Regions from separate parts of the Hordeum vulgare genome. Here region 1 is linked to region 2. Evidence: chromatin contacts called from public Hi-C data. All regions are on one chromosome and are shown on one strand. The core of a region is the stretch at or near the end of the contact, and the rest is flanking DNA. Distances in the headings are between cores, read along the strand shown.

What was found. A called contact is a pair of places that touch in the nucleus more often than the background predicts.
Region 1: a contact with region 2 is called in a Hi-C map of leaf, with 2.9 times the contacts expected there. The contact joins the promoter of LOC123408454 here to the promoter of LOC123407404 in region 2. A contact is called at or near these places in 4 of 6 Hi-C or Micro-C datasets (leaf and seedling).

Annotation. Positions count from the first base shown.
Region 1 is chr7H:114,952,518-114,959,864 of MorexV3_pseudomolecules_assembly, forward strand. LOC123408454 (protein NRT1/ PTR FAMILY 3.1-like) reads left to right here and starts at 5,859. Exons shown (of 4, transcript XM_045101563.1): 1 at 5,859-6,207; 2 at 6,299-6,516; 3 at 6,624-7,195. The coding sequence starts at 6,060.
Region 2 is chr7H:114,811,743-114,818,485 of MorexV3_pseudomolecules_assembly, forward strand. LOC123407404 (ubiquitin receptor RAD23d-like) reads left to right here and starts at 4,347. Exons shown (of 13, transcript XM_045100525.1): 1 at 4,347-4,535; 2 at 4,992-5,153; 3 at 5,729-5,782; 4 at 6,034-6,123; 5 at 6,639-6,739. The coding sequence starts at 4,470.

The sequences.
Region 1 (7,347 bases), core at 4,609-7,108, 140 kb after region 2:
TGACAGTACAACAATCTATCCTAAAACAGAAAACCTATCAAGGGCAAACCTATACCTTGCACCTCGACCTCTTGAGCTAGATGATCTTGATCTTGGCTTCCTCAAGATGGACCACCTTTGTTGATTGCGTTGGCTTGATGAAGACTAGTTGATTGCTCCCCCATACTCACTATGGGTGAGCCACTCTTCAGCATATCTTCACAAGTCCATTGCCACCACAATGGACGGCAAGCTTCAAGCATGGTATATTCGTGCTGATCCACTTGAACTTGCACACCGCAATCTTGAAGACGATCACCACTTGACGTCATCCTTCATGGGTTGTATGAGATATTCCTTTTGACTCAAGCCCATGGAAACACACCTAACCCCCACATAGAACTCTCACAAAGACCATGAGTTAGTACACAAACACGTAATGGACAATGCTTACCATACCATGGGATCACTTGATCCCTCTCGGTACATCTTGTACGCTTTGTGTGTTGATCATCTTGATTTACTCTTTGTCTGAGATCTTGATCAACCTTGTGTCTATATGACCATGCTTTGGATAATACCTTGAATACCATCTTGGTCATCATATAAACTCCTTGAACCCAACAGATGGACTTCAAGAAGTGCCTATGGACAGATCCTATAAATATAACTTAAGGCAACCATTAGTCCATAGGAATTGTCATTAATTACCAAAACCACATATGGAGATATATGATCTAACACTCTGAATACCACCTTGGTCATCATATAAAATCCTTGAAACCAACAGATGGACTTCAAGAAGTGCCTATGGACAAATCCTTCGAATATAACTCAATGCAACCATTAGTCCATAGAGATTTTCATTAATTACAAAAACCACATACAGAGAAATATGCTCTAACACCGTCCCCTATACGTCCACAGACGTGTCCGAGCACACCAGCGGACGCATCGGGACGGCCCCTTATATTTCGCTTCGTGCATCCACATGCCTCATATCCGGACTCTCAAATACAAACAAAGCCATGCACATCGATCACCCAATACAAATTGTCCGGATTCAACAGTTTTAAACAAATGCAAATGATATCATAGTTCAACCAAACAGACATGGCAAAATGAAATCAATGCCCGACCGATAAGTGATGTTGGATCACTCGCAGGACGAGTTCGTCCATGTGTCCTGCTCTGCCTGGACATCCATCTCCGCATGCATCCGGCTTGCCTCTCATCCTGGCAATGATCACCGCGTGCATCCAGGCCGCCTCTTCCGCGTGCATCCTGGCAACGATCGCCGCGTGCCTCCAACGCTCTACGATCGTTAATCTCCTGCTTCCTGTCCACAAGACATTTTGTGGCATGTTCATCCAAAGTGGATTCATCCTCGAGCATCATTTTTTCTTCCTCAACGTCGCGTGAGAGTTGCAACCTCTACTTCTCTAGCTCAATATCTCAAAATGTCTTGGCCTTCTAGGGTTCCCATTTGATCGCCGCCTCTTGCTTCTCCAACTCGATTTTCTCCCTCTCAATTTCAAGTCGCCTTTCTGCCCTCGTCCGATCCCACTCCATCCTCTCCCTTTGCGCATCCAACATAAGCTTGTACCTCTCCTCTTTCTTGCTCTCCCTTGCCAAAAAAAATCCCGTCCATGTGGACGATATTTTTGTAGTCGTGGTGTCACGGGAGATCCTTGCCTTCTCCCGCTTAGTTCCCATGAGTAGCCGGTTATCCTTTGGCACGGTAGCTTTTCCATTGGTGACGACAGCATCATCGTCATCATCGTCCAACCCACCGAATTGGTGGGAGATTGAGCCACCATTCCTATTCTTTCCGGCCTTGAGGTCAGCCACAACTTGTTGCCACTTTTGATTGCTATCCAATAAGATCCAACAATGGGTAAAAGAAAATGACCTCTTCTCGATCTCTTGATACAAAGTGGCCACCGCCACCTATCATACAACATACGTATGAACACAAGAATGAAAAACACACCAACATATTGAAATGACAATAAGATGAGGCAATCAAGCTTACATGAGTTGGCACTCCCATCCTACTTTGAGACCGTTTGGTCACTTGTGACTAGTAACCGACGTACTTGTTGACTTGTCCTTGAATGAACCCCATCGACGTTGGAGAGATGCCACATTGCGGGTGCTCACGATAGGATGCGGCTCCAAATATTCCTTTCGTTCATGGTAGTTCTTCCAAATCTTCTTCCAATATGTGCTCCCCTTTTGCTCGGTGCCACTTATTGGATCCAATGTTGTCTTCAACCAAGATTTTACTAACAAGATGTCCTCCAATTTGAGAAAACAAGCCCCCTTGCCTTCGTCATCTTGTCCTTCTTCTTCTTCTTGGTAGGATTGGGATCGGATGTTGCCCCAATCACAAATGCGGTCGTCTCCTCCATTTCATATTCCACATGGGTCGGATCTTCATTCTCATTGATCATACTTACCAAGTATGATCCTACATGTTCATGGTTTGCAAGCAATCATCATGTGCGAACTAATGAACTATACGAAACATTAACCATTAGATCGAATAGGAGCAAACGTACCCGGTCTTGTTGAGACATTTCGTTGAACATGTCGAGTGCAGCACGGGCGGTGGGGTTGCCCATGCTCACCCGCTTTCAAACGAGCTGTAGGGACTCAGACTCATGGACCGACAGCTGCTGCGTGGCCGGAAAGCTCTCCGGAAGGGTCCAACCTACCGTCTCATCCTCTTCCTCGGTCTCGACAATGCCGGACGGCACAATCTGTGCCTCGCTTGCATGGATGGGGCCAGGGAGCCTGGCGCACCGGGGGAGACATCTCGTCAACAACGTCCGCATCTACCTGTGCCGCCAACTCCCTCTATCGTTGTCGGCGATGGCGCGTCTTATGGGCGATGTTCTTTGGCTTGCAAGAGGAAACGGAGGAAGGGCTGCTTACGGACGAGACGGATTGCGTCTCCGTCGTGGCGGTTGGGGACGGGTTGGAAGACATCATGACGATGGATTGCGACAGGTGGTGAGGATGGAGAGCAAGGGTGCTGGACGGAAAGGGATCGGGCGCGAGAAATGTTGGCAGGCGGCGGGAGGAGGAGTGGTTTGGAGGAATTGGTGCAATTTGAGGTAGGGTCGGGCTGTCGGGTCCGACGTGGAGGGTGTGTTCGGGCTCCTCCATATCTGCCTCATATTTGGGCTAGAAATGGGGGGTGCTGGTCAGCCCGGGCGTTTGAGATCGGTTTGAAAGTCCCGTCTGGGTCAAATTTTTGTGATCGGACAGTGACCGGGCGGCGTGCCCAGACGTTTTAGAAGGGTTTGAAGGGTCCGAGGCTGTAGATGCTCTTAGGGCATCTCTAGCAGACCCCGTATAATGCCCCGACACGCAAAATAACCGCCAAAATACGGGTCAGGGCAAAAAAAGTTGTCATATCACACACCACAAACGCGTCCGGCGCGTAAAACAATTTGCGGGGCGCCGCAAAAGTTTGCCCTCAACCTTCAGATTCACGGGGTGGGAGGCCGACCCGAGCTCGCCCCTTATCCGTAATGAGATTTGGCACAAGGGAAAATTCCGCGCGGCCAGTCCCCGCTCCCCCTCCTCGGTAGTCGTTGCCCCGCCCACAGTGCGCTCCGAACCTTCTTCTCCGCCACTCTTCGCCGCCATAGAAGCCTTCCAACCGGCGGCTCTCATCGACGTGGAGGTCGCGCATGCGCAATCCCGTACGGCGGATCTCGCGCTGGCCATGTCGCCCCTGCTATCGTGCTAGTCCCCAACGCGCCAGCCCGCAAGCGGGAAGGCAACGTTGTTGTGCAGGGCAGAATTCCGGTTGTCCCAGCCGGAAGGGAAGCCGCGCCGGGCACCACTGCTATTGTGCGATCTTCCCGGCCACCGGCGGGGAAGATGAGCAAGGTTTCGGGCGTGAAGCGCAAGAAGGTTCCTACGGAAAAACCTTCTTCCACTCCATCCACCCCGGCAAGACGTTCCTTGTTGGTGACTATCTACAGCGCTGCTTCCACCACAGACGAGGTGTTCGATGAAAGGCTCGGAAGGTATTCGTCTTCGCTCACTTATTTTTGCTTTTTTCGCCATTATGGTAGGTCGTGATGTGCTTTCACTCAATGTAGAAGTGGTTCGAACAATGTCGATGTCGAGTTCGTGAACTTGTTGGCCATGAATGTCGTCGACATCAATCAATCCCCGGTCGCTGGTTTCGATTAGAATGAATTGGAGGGTACCGTTGATGACCATTGTGGTGAAGATGAGGCGGAGAAGGTAGATGAGGGGACGTATCAGCAATCACAAGCAAAAAAAAGCATGAGATCGAAGAACTACACGATCTTGGAAGATCAAATCCTGATTAAGGTTTGGAGTACGGTGTCTATGGATCCTTGGACGGGTGTGTCCAAAACCGCCAAGATGTATTGGCAAAGAATTGAAGATAAATATTTCCAATTCATGGACAAGTATCCCAACAGGACAACACGGACCTTTCGGTCACTCCAAGGTCGTTGGGACGTGATCAAGCCGACTTGTAGCCGTTGGGCAGCTTACTTGGAACAAGTTCGCAATGCTCCTCCAAGTGGAAACGTGGAATCTGAGTATGTGAGTGGGTTCATGTGAAATGATTCCATCAGTTTGCATAATGTGAAATGATTCCATCTGTTTGACTTTGTTTTAATTGTGTAGGAAAAAATCGCCCAACAACGGTACAAAGACATGGAAGCTTCCGAAGACAAATTTTTTTAAAATAAAGCATTGTTGGGAATTGCTCAAAAGTTGTGACAAGTGAAAGTTGATTGACAGAGAATCCCCACTGAAGAGAGGTTCATTTACTAACATGGATGAAGATGAAGATGAGGATGGCCCAAGAAACTTGAACAAGCCCGATGGTGACAAAAAGACAAAGGAGAAGATCAAAAGGGAACACGAAGCATCGACCTTGCGGGACAAGATAGATGCCATGCTGTAATCAAATGAGGTATTGCTAGCGGTGGAAATTGCTCAAGGAGGTTGAGGAGAGAAAATCATGTGTCGTTGAGAACAAAACCATGGCCAATCTTCTTGCTGAAGAGAATAGGATCATGACTTTGAACCATAATGAAATGGACGACATCAGCAAAGAATGACATAATATGACAAGGAAAGAAATCTTGAAGAGGAGGATGCTTCCGTGTTACAATGGCGGCGATGGTTTCTTGTCTGGAATCGGAACCGATAATTTCGATGCCGGAGTAGGGACAAGTGTCGGAGTAGGAACAAATGCAGGCGATGGATTCGGGGGCGGCGATGACCTCAATGGTGCAGACTGAAGAGCGACCAGGATGCATGAAGTCCTTTTGCGTTTGTTTTTAAAACTATGCTTTCATTTCGCGCACGAACTATGTTTTATTGTTTAAATTCGAACTCATTTGCCAGAATCGCTGTCAAATTTCAACTATGTTTTACTCGGAGGTTTTCTGTTTGCGGGTTGACGTGGTGGCGCTCGAACAGACCCCGCATTAACGACCCGTATAATAGCATCTTCTACGAATATTATTTTATACGGGTCCATTTTTTTGAAGGAAGGGTGTCTGCTTCTGTCTGCGCTCGCGTCATCTCACAAAAAACGTTTTTCGCGAACTGTAAACCACTTTTGCGGGTCGGCTTTATAGGGTCGGCTTTATAGTCTGCTAGACATGCTCTTAACGTTCCTGTTCCAGTCTATCTCAGTTAGGACTGGTCCTGCCACTGCCTAGCTATTTGCCAAGATCTCGTTGTGATATAGACGCATCACACATGTGAAGTCCTTAGCCCCTAGTTCGGAAATGTGAAAAGGAATCCAGAAGAAAGGGGACTTGCAATGGCAGTTAGCCAGTAGCAGAAACAGCCGTCTATTCCAAGTGCCCAAAAAACCACATATAAATAAATACTGCAAATTAACCTCAGATTGTTGTCCCGCAGTTTTTCCTATTTCGTGTAAATTAGCCTCAGAGCTTGCAGTAGTGCAGTCTAGTGGGTAGTGGCATGGCACTGGCACTGGCAGCTAGCTTAGCTATAAATATGTGAAGCCAAGCTGCTGCTACGTATACCACCACAAATTCACGATGCAGCGAGGAGTGGCTGCATGTAGTACAACCGAGTGCACCACCGCGCCGCTACCACCACAGGCGCAAACAATGGCGGTTGAGGCGGCCATGGATGGGAAGAAGAGCAAGAGGAAGGGCGGCCTAAGAACAATGCCCTTCATCTTTGGTGAGCAAATTCTTGCAAACAGATTCCAATTTGACTGCCTTGCTTGTCCTAAGATTAAACTGTGTGTCGACGGTGGGCTCGTGCCCTGCAGCCAACGAGGTGGCGGAGAAGCTTGCCGTGGTGGGCTTCTCGACGAACATGCTGACCTACCTCACCCAGCAGATGCACATGCCGCTGGCCAAGGCGGCCACCACGCTCACCAACTTCGGCGGTACCTCCGCCATGACCCCGCTCATCGGCGCCTACCTCGCCGACGCCTGCATCGGCCGCTTCTGGACCATCGCCGGCGCCTCCGTCGTCTACCAATTCGTACGTACACGCCGCACACCACGTACATGCCGTGCCGACACCCATATGAAGCAGAGCTGAAGCGTGCGTGACTGACGCTGGTGCTTTCTTCTTGCATGACCTCGCAGGGGATGGCCCTCCTGACGGTGTCGGCCGCGCTGCCGCAGTTCCGGCCGGCGCCGTGCAAGGCCGCGGAGGCGGCGGGGGGCGCGTGCGAGCAGGCGCTGCCATGGCAGCTCGCCGTGCTCTACGTGTCGCTGCTCCTGAACGCGGTGGGCGCCGGCGGGTACCGGCCGTGCATCGTGGCGTTCGGCGCCGACCAGTTCGACGAGTCGCAGACGGCGGAGCGCGCGCGGACGTGGGGCTTCTTCAACTGGTACTACTTCTGCAACGGCGCGTCGCAGCTGGTGGCCGTGACGGCGGTGGTGTACGTGCAGGACAACGTGGGGTGGGGATGGGGCCTCGGCGTGCCGGCCTTCTGCATGGGCGTCTCCGTCGTCGCCTTCGTCGGCGGGTACCCGATGTACCGCCGGCTCGACCCGGCCGGCAGCCCGTTCACGCGGCTCGCGCAGGTGGTCGCCGCGGCCGTCCGGAAGCGCCGCGTCCCCAGGGTGGACGACCCCGGGAGGCTGTACGAGAACGACGACATGGACGCGCCCATCTCCATGTATGGCAAGCTCGTGCACACCACCCAGCTCAGGTACGTACGTGCACGTGCGTGGCGTGCCGCGCCTTCTATTCTATCCATCACCTCCTCCCTTTTCTTTTCCGGGAGTGCTTTGGATTGGATCCCAGAGTTCCTCACAAAAAGTAGCAACTTTATTTCTGAAGTTTTGCCATCCTTACAAAAAT
Region 2 (6,743 bases), core at 3,097-5,596:
TCCAGCGGTACTACCGCTCGCCACTGAAACAGCCATAACTTTCGCAAACGAGCTCCGAATCGAGCAAACCCAAGCTTGTTGGATTCAGGACGACAAGGGCTATCCAAGCGTCGGGGTCTCCAATTAGGTTGTGGAGATGGCCCCGAGCATTTGAGGACATCTCGGAGCCACAGACCATTGTGGTGAAGCTTCGTGGTATTATTGGGAGCCTCCAATCAAGTTGTGGAGATTGCCCCAACCTTGTGTTGTACGGGTTCGGTGACCGTCCTCAAGGGTCTCTGAGTGGAATCACGACATCTTGCATTGTGCGAGGGCGTGAGGATATTACGGTGGCCTTAGTGGCATCTTGGTGATCATTGTGCCTCCACACCGCTCCAAACGGAGATTAGCATCCGCAAGGGTGTGAACTTCGGGATACATCATCGTCTCAGCGTGCCTCGGATGTCTCTTACTCGAGCCCTTTACTTGTGCACTTTACTTTGTGATAGCCATATTGTTTCTTCTCATATATCTCACTGTCACTTAGTTGTTTATCTTACTTAGCATAAGTTGTTGGTGCACATAGGTGAGCCTAGTTGTTTTAGGTTTACATGCACAGAAGCTCTTTTAACCGAACATATAAAAATTCTAGGATAGTTGTTTTAGGTGAGCATAGGGGAGCCTAGTTGTTTAAGCTTACCTATGCTGAAAATTGTATAAGCTCACTACTATAATTGTATACTATTTTGTTACCTAGAAAATTGTATAAGCTCACTTATAGCTCACCTATACGTATAAGGTAGCAAAATTGTGCATTCAATGGAAAATTGTATAAGCTCACCTATGCTTGACAATGCTATACGTAAGCTTCCATTGAATGCTGAAAATTGTAGTACCGATGGATTACATGCACAGAAGCTCTTTTACCCTGTCAACTATTTTGCTACCTTTTACCAACTATATTTAACCAATACAGCAAATTAATTAGTCAATAAAAGCAATATAACTTATGAAAAATAAGAATCGCATCAATAGGGGACAACTTCCATTACACTCCTTGCACCGTCATGATAGTATTGTACAACCAATAGAACTTTGGGTAGGAAAAGCAACCCAAGTCACCAAGTTAGCATGATACAAAATTCTATATGCTATGGCCAGATATCCAAATTATAGCAACAAAACGTGCAAACAGCCAAGTACACTCAGAAACATTTATATTATGTCATTTACGATATATTGTATGCATAAAGGCAAACATATAAAAAGTTGTTCAAGATGCTTTTATACTAAAGTCTATACATGCAGTTATAACATAGGTATCAACTACAACAAACATACAGTTTAATCTCATGGAACCAATCTATACATATAATTTCTTTGAATTTCTTAGTACTGCCGAGTTAGAACTTAATTATGTGGCTTCTCTTACTAAGCAAGTCCCAGTACCTTACATTCTTACAATACACTACATAACTATACAAAAATAAACTCATCTATGTTCTTAATTTTTAGCACATCCATTTAGCAAAGGAAATACATTTAAATAATCAAGTAGAAAAAATATGAGGAAGGACAACCAAGAGGTTAACTTCCTTGTTGCTTCGAATGAATACTGTTAAGGTGTCACCTCTTGAGCTTCTGACTGCATATATACACTCGTTATCTGCAAACATCACTATAGAAAACAATTCCATCAGGAGAAAACATAACATGTGCGTCTAAGATGAACATATCAAATTGGATCAATGCATGAGATGTTGCTTCGAATGAATACTGTTAAGGTGTCACCATGTTGATCTTCTGACTGCATATATACACTCCTTATCTGAAAAAATTACTATAGAAAACAATTCCATCAGGAGAAAACATAACATGTGCTTCTAAGATGAACATATCAAACTGGATCATGGCATGAGATCATAAAAATAAAAGAACAGATCCAAGTCGCAAAATTGTATTTTTTTTCTTGAAAACGTAGAGAAGTGGATTGAACAAACCATCTAGTGCTCCAAAATGACTTATGCACTTTCCAACAATATTAAAATAGATACTCAAGTTCATTGTATGCAAATACGGGCCGGTGTAAGAAAAGAGGACGGGGACGCTGCTTAGGCAATGAACTTGGACTGAGGCCATTACTGAGAGATGGAGAATGGTGTTTGTGTATTTTGCAATTCCAGGGAAATCCGAGGAGGAGAGAGACAACAGGAGGTTAAGCAGAAGGCAACAGGGAGGGGATGAAGAGAGTCGTGATTGCTGCAGGCCGGCAACGTTGATAGAAAGAGAAAAGAATATGACTGAGAGATGTCGTGCATGTGAGATATATTGTGGAAGACGCGGAGAAGAGAGATGTCCTGCTCGTTGGACTATGTAATTCTAATTAATGGCTAGAGATTATTCATGAGGTATTTTGATTAAGTAAGACTCACAGTTTTTTTTCTTGAAGGGGAAGGGCCACTCAGACTCGGGCATCGTCATTAGGAAGGACTACACTAAGGGGAGCGGGATATGGAATAGATGGGTTCTTGCTTTGTTTTTTCCCATGAATTATATGTTGGCTGAGTAGGCTTGAATAGGAACTATAATCATCATGCCTTCATAAAAAAAAAGGAAAATGATGCTAATCATCGGGCAGAACGGACATTTTCCATCCGCCTCCTTGTGTGCACGACACGTGTCCCGTGCGCTGGGCCAAACAGAGCGGAGGCCGAACTCTGAAGTCGATGGCGGGCGGTGCGGGTGAGTATCTGGATTGCAGTGTCGCTATTTTCTTTTTTCTGAAACATTACATGTGTTGCAAAACTTATTTCCGCAACAACACATGTGTTGCAAAAGAGAAAAAACTGGAGAGAAAAAAAATCTGCAATATGACTTTTTGTTGCAAAAAAATTGTCTACTGTTGCAGAAAAAAATCTACAACAAACACTCGGTTGCAACAAAATTTTTGCAACAAGCAAATTGTTTCTGAAACTCGACCGTTGTTTCAGGAATTAACGGGTACAAAATTTATTTCTCGCAACAAAGCGAAAGTTTCTGCAACTCGGCCGTCGTTTCAGGAATGAAAGTTTCTGCAACTCGACCGTCGTTTCAGGAATTATATGGTGCCCGACTGAAGCGGATCGGACGGCTGCACGCGCGTAGATTGGGACGACTGCACGTACATCGGACGGACCTCCAGGTGGCGGATGCGTAGCAGCCCACTAAAAAAAGGACATCAACGAATTTTACGTGCATGTGGGCAGGTTAAACTAATTAAAGGAAAGAGATAGTCGCACCTAGAAAATAAAAGATAGATCGGCTAAATAGAGTTTGTCTCTTGTACGTTGTCAAAGGGGGTGCTACGCATCTACCTGCGGATGTTTAGTAAACATCCGCCACCCGGAGGTCCGTCCGATGTACGCGCTGTTGTCCCGATCTACGCACGCGCACCCGTCCGATCCGCTCCAGCCGGGCATCCTATAATTCCTATATAAACTTGAATACCATCTTGGTCATCATATAAACTCCTTGAACCCAACAGATGAACTTTAAAAAATGCCTATGGACAAATCCTATAAATGTAACTTAAGGCAACCATTAGTCCATAGGAATTGTCATCAATTACCAAAACTACATATGAAGATATATGCTCTAACAACTTATGTTCCTTTGTCGATTTATGGCTGGCCTCGAGAACCACCCGCCGACGAGGAGGAGGCAAGAGAGAGAGAGAGAGAGAGAGGAGTGGGGCGTGTGGGAGAGGGGAAATAGGTCAGCCGAGATAGAGGTTGTCCCCCGTTCGCACAAATGCCAGTTTCAGCGAACACTCATTTAAATCCGACGTGGCAACAACACCTGCTTCAAGATTCGTGCGCCACATCCCACGGCAACCCGCGTTCGCTGGAATCCTCAAATACCCGATGTCCGCGAGATAGCTTTTTCATTTTCTTTCTTTTTCTTGTTCTCCAACCCAACACAACAACCACCTTTTCGCACTCCACATCCGCCCATCTCCCTCCCCGCGAAGGAAGTATCTTCCTGGATCCGGTACGCCTACCAACACACGAGTGCACCCCCCTCACGTCACCGCTCAATCCACACCAAACCGCTCTTCCGCACCCCAGGCGCGTGTAATCCGCCACCCCTTCCGCACGCAGATCCGCCCACACGCCGCGGCGGAGCAGCCGAACTGCCCACCGCCTCGCACCCCGCTGTCGGTCTACCGATTAGACACCCGTGGCCCTCCCACTGGCAACCTGGCCCAGGCCCCACGCGTCAGGGACAGCAGCCGGACACCGCATCCTCCATCATCCATCTGATCGGATATCTTTTTGGTTACGGCTCCAGATTTTTTTCCTCCCCCTATAAACTCACTTCCCCCGTGCGCCTCCGTCGTCCTCCCCTCCCTCGCGAGTCCGAAGTCAAGGCGAAAACCCTCGAGGCGAAGCGAGAGTCGCAGATAGGGATAACCGCGAGAGTCGAGTGAGTGGGTTGGAAGGGAAGCCGAGATGAAGCTCAACGTGAAGACCCTCAAGGGCACAAGCTTCGAGATCGAGGCGACCCCCGAGTCCTCGGTACGATCCCTCTCCCCTCTCTTTCCCCTCTCCAATCGCGCGCGATTCGGCGCAATTCCCTGGCAATTGGCTTGATTCGGTGCGTCTCGGCGCGATTAGGGCGCGGCCTCGCACCGTGATTAGGCGCTCGTGCGGCGATGTCGCGTTTCTGAAAATCTGAATCTAGGGTTTAGTCGCTGCTCGGCTCTGCTGGTGTATGGGGGCAGGTGGATGTCGTGGTGCGGATCGGGCCCGACTTGGGTATTGGGGTTGTTGGGGCGCCGATGCCTGTAATTTTACATCGACTGGGTGCTCTGAATTGAACGGTTGAATACTGCTCGTTAGCAGCAGTAGTCGATATGTGCGGGATTTTTTTGGGAATTCTGTTATCTGCTGTAGCCAAATTGTTTGGGCCTGCAATGCTTGATGTTTTGCTTCACTAGTACTAACCTGTCGAGGGTTTGCTCCGTTTCACAGGTGGGTGAGGTCAAGAGAATCATCGAGAGTGCTCAGGGGCAGAATGTGTACCCTGCGGATCAGCTGATGATCATATATCAAGGAAAAATTCTCAAGGATGATACCACTCTGGATGCTAACAAGGTTGCAGAGAACAGTTTCCTTGTTATAATGCTGTCTAAGGTATTTGATGCTCCCTGTCCCGTTAGTTTGAATTTGAATGCTCAGTTCTCCAACTCTCAAAGAATTTTTGCCAGACCCTTGAGTGGTTTGAATGGAAATTGGACCGTTTTTGTATGTTACTAAGCTTGACATTGTAGCCTATTTTAGTCACAATGCCTGAATGCCATGGATGCATAGGTCATTGATGAGTACATTTTGTATGTTCTTAGTAATGTCTCCATTCTGCACTTCCAATGTTCTTTTGTCAAGCACAAAAGCACTTCTAATGTTCTTTTGTTTGGCACTTCTCAAATCATTAAAAGGTGGTGCTATAATCATAGGCATGCAATTATGCACTCTGTTACACATTCTGAATTTCCCTTGCATGTTTAATTCAGCCATTGTATTATGATGTGTTTCTAGTTTTTTAGCCTTCTAATTGGATGAATCAATAAATATTGGTCTTGGTGATATCATTCATGCTGATTCAACATTTGTATGCTCTCAGTGATGTCTCCATTCTGCACTTATAATGTTCTTTTGTTATCTTTTGATCTGGATATTAGTAACTTATCCTGTATGCATTTATCTTGTAGCCTAAGGCGTCATCTAGTGGCGCTTCTTCTGCTTCAAAGGCACCTGTTAGTCAGGTATTTTGGGTTGATACGTTTTTATCAGATCTACCTATTATTGTAGTTGGTTCTTATCTCCTGCTGTGCAAAAAAGCTAAATATATATTTAGCCACCAACCCTTTGTAATTTATTTTTCCCTAGTTTAAGGGTATGTTTGATTCATGCCCCCATCTAGCTCTAACAAATTATGGCAAGAATTGGCTTGCTATTTTTTTGTCAAGTAATCCTCCACTCTCACTTGATCATTTACTTGGCATGAATATGTAAGAGGGATGGGTGGACACTCATTGACAAGCAATTTTTTGGCAACAAACCAAACGAAGATCAAAATATGATTTACAGCAATTTTTTTGTCAAGGTTAGTTTGGGACACCAACCAAACACAACCTAGCACTATTTGGTACCAAATGTATTCTCTGCCTGGCAGTGTCACTATCTTTCTCCTTTCTAATTTTGTGTTGATTCCACACTGTTTTCCTTTTTTTGTTGTTGTATTTTATGCTTCTTTATTCCACCTTTTAGCTTCAACCAGCATACATGCAAACGGTATGCTAGCCATGCCACCAATGCTCTGCCATGTCATATCCCTCTTTTGTGTTAGGGTTATTTGTGGGCCCTTCAAATTGAAGAAGGTTAGATTAGTGAACCTGAAAGATGTTTGTGTTACTAGATAGCAAGAAGGTGGGACATCTGTGATCATAACTATCTTGCCTTCTGTGAACGCAGTTCACTTTAGCTCATATAAGAACAAAATTGTATTTTCATCATATAATTACATCGCATAATATTACCCTGTCTTCTGTTTGGGTGACCCTTGTTTTATCAACATCTAATTATCTTACTAGAAATATTTAATTTCTTGCATTACGCTAGTCTCAACCTGCTACCCCAGTTGCTGCTGCTACTCCACCTGTCCCTGTTGCCTCAGCTGCAAGATCACCACCTTCACAAGCACCTGTTGCTGCATCTGAACCGTGA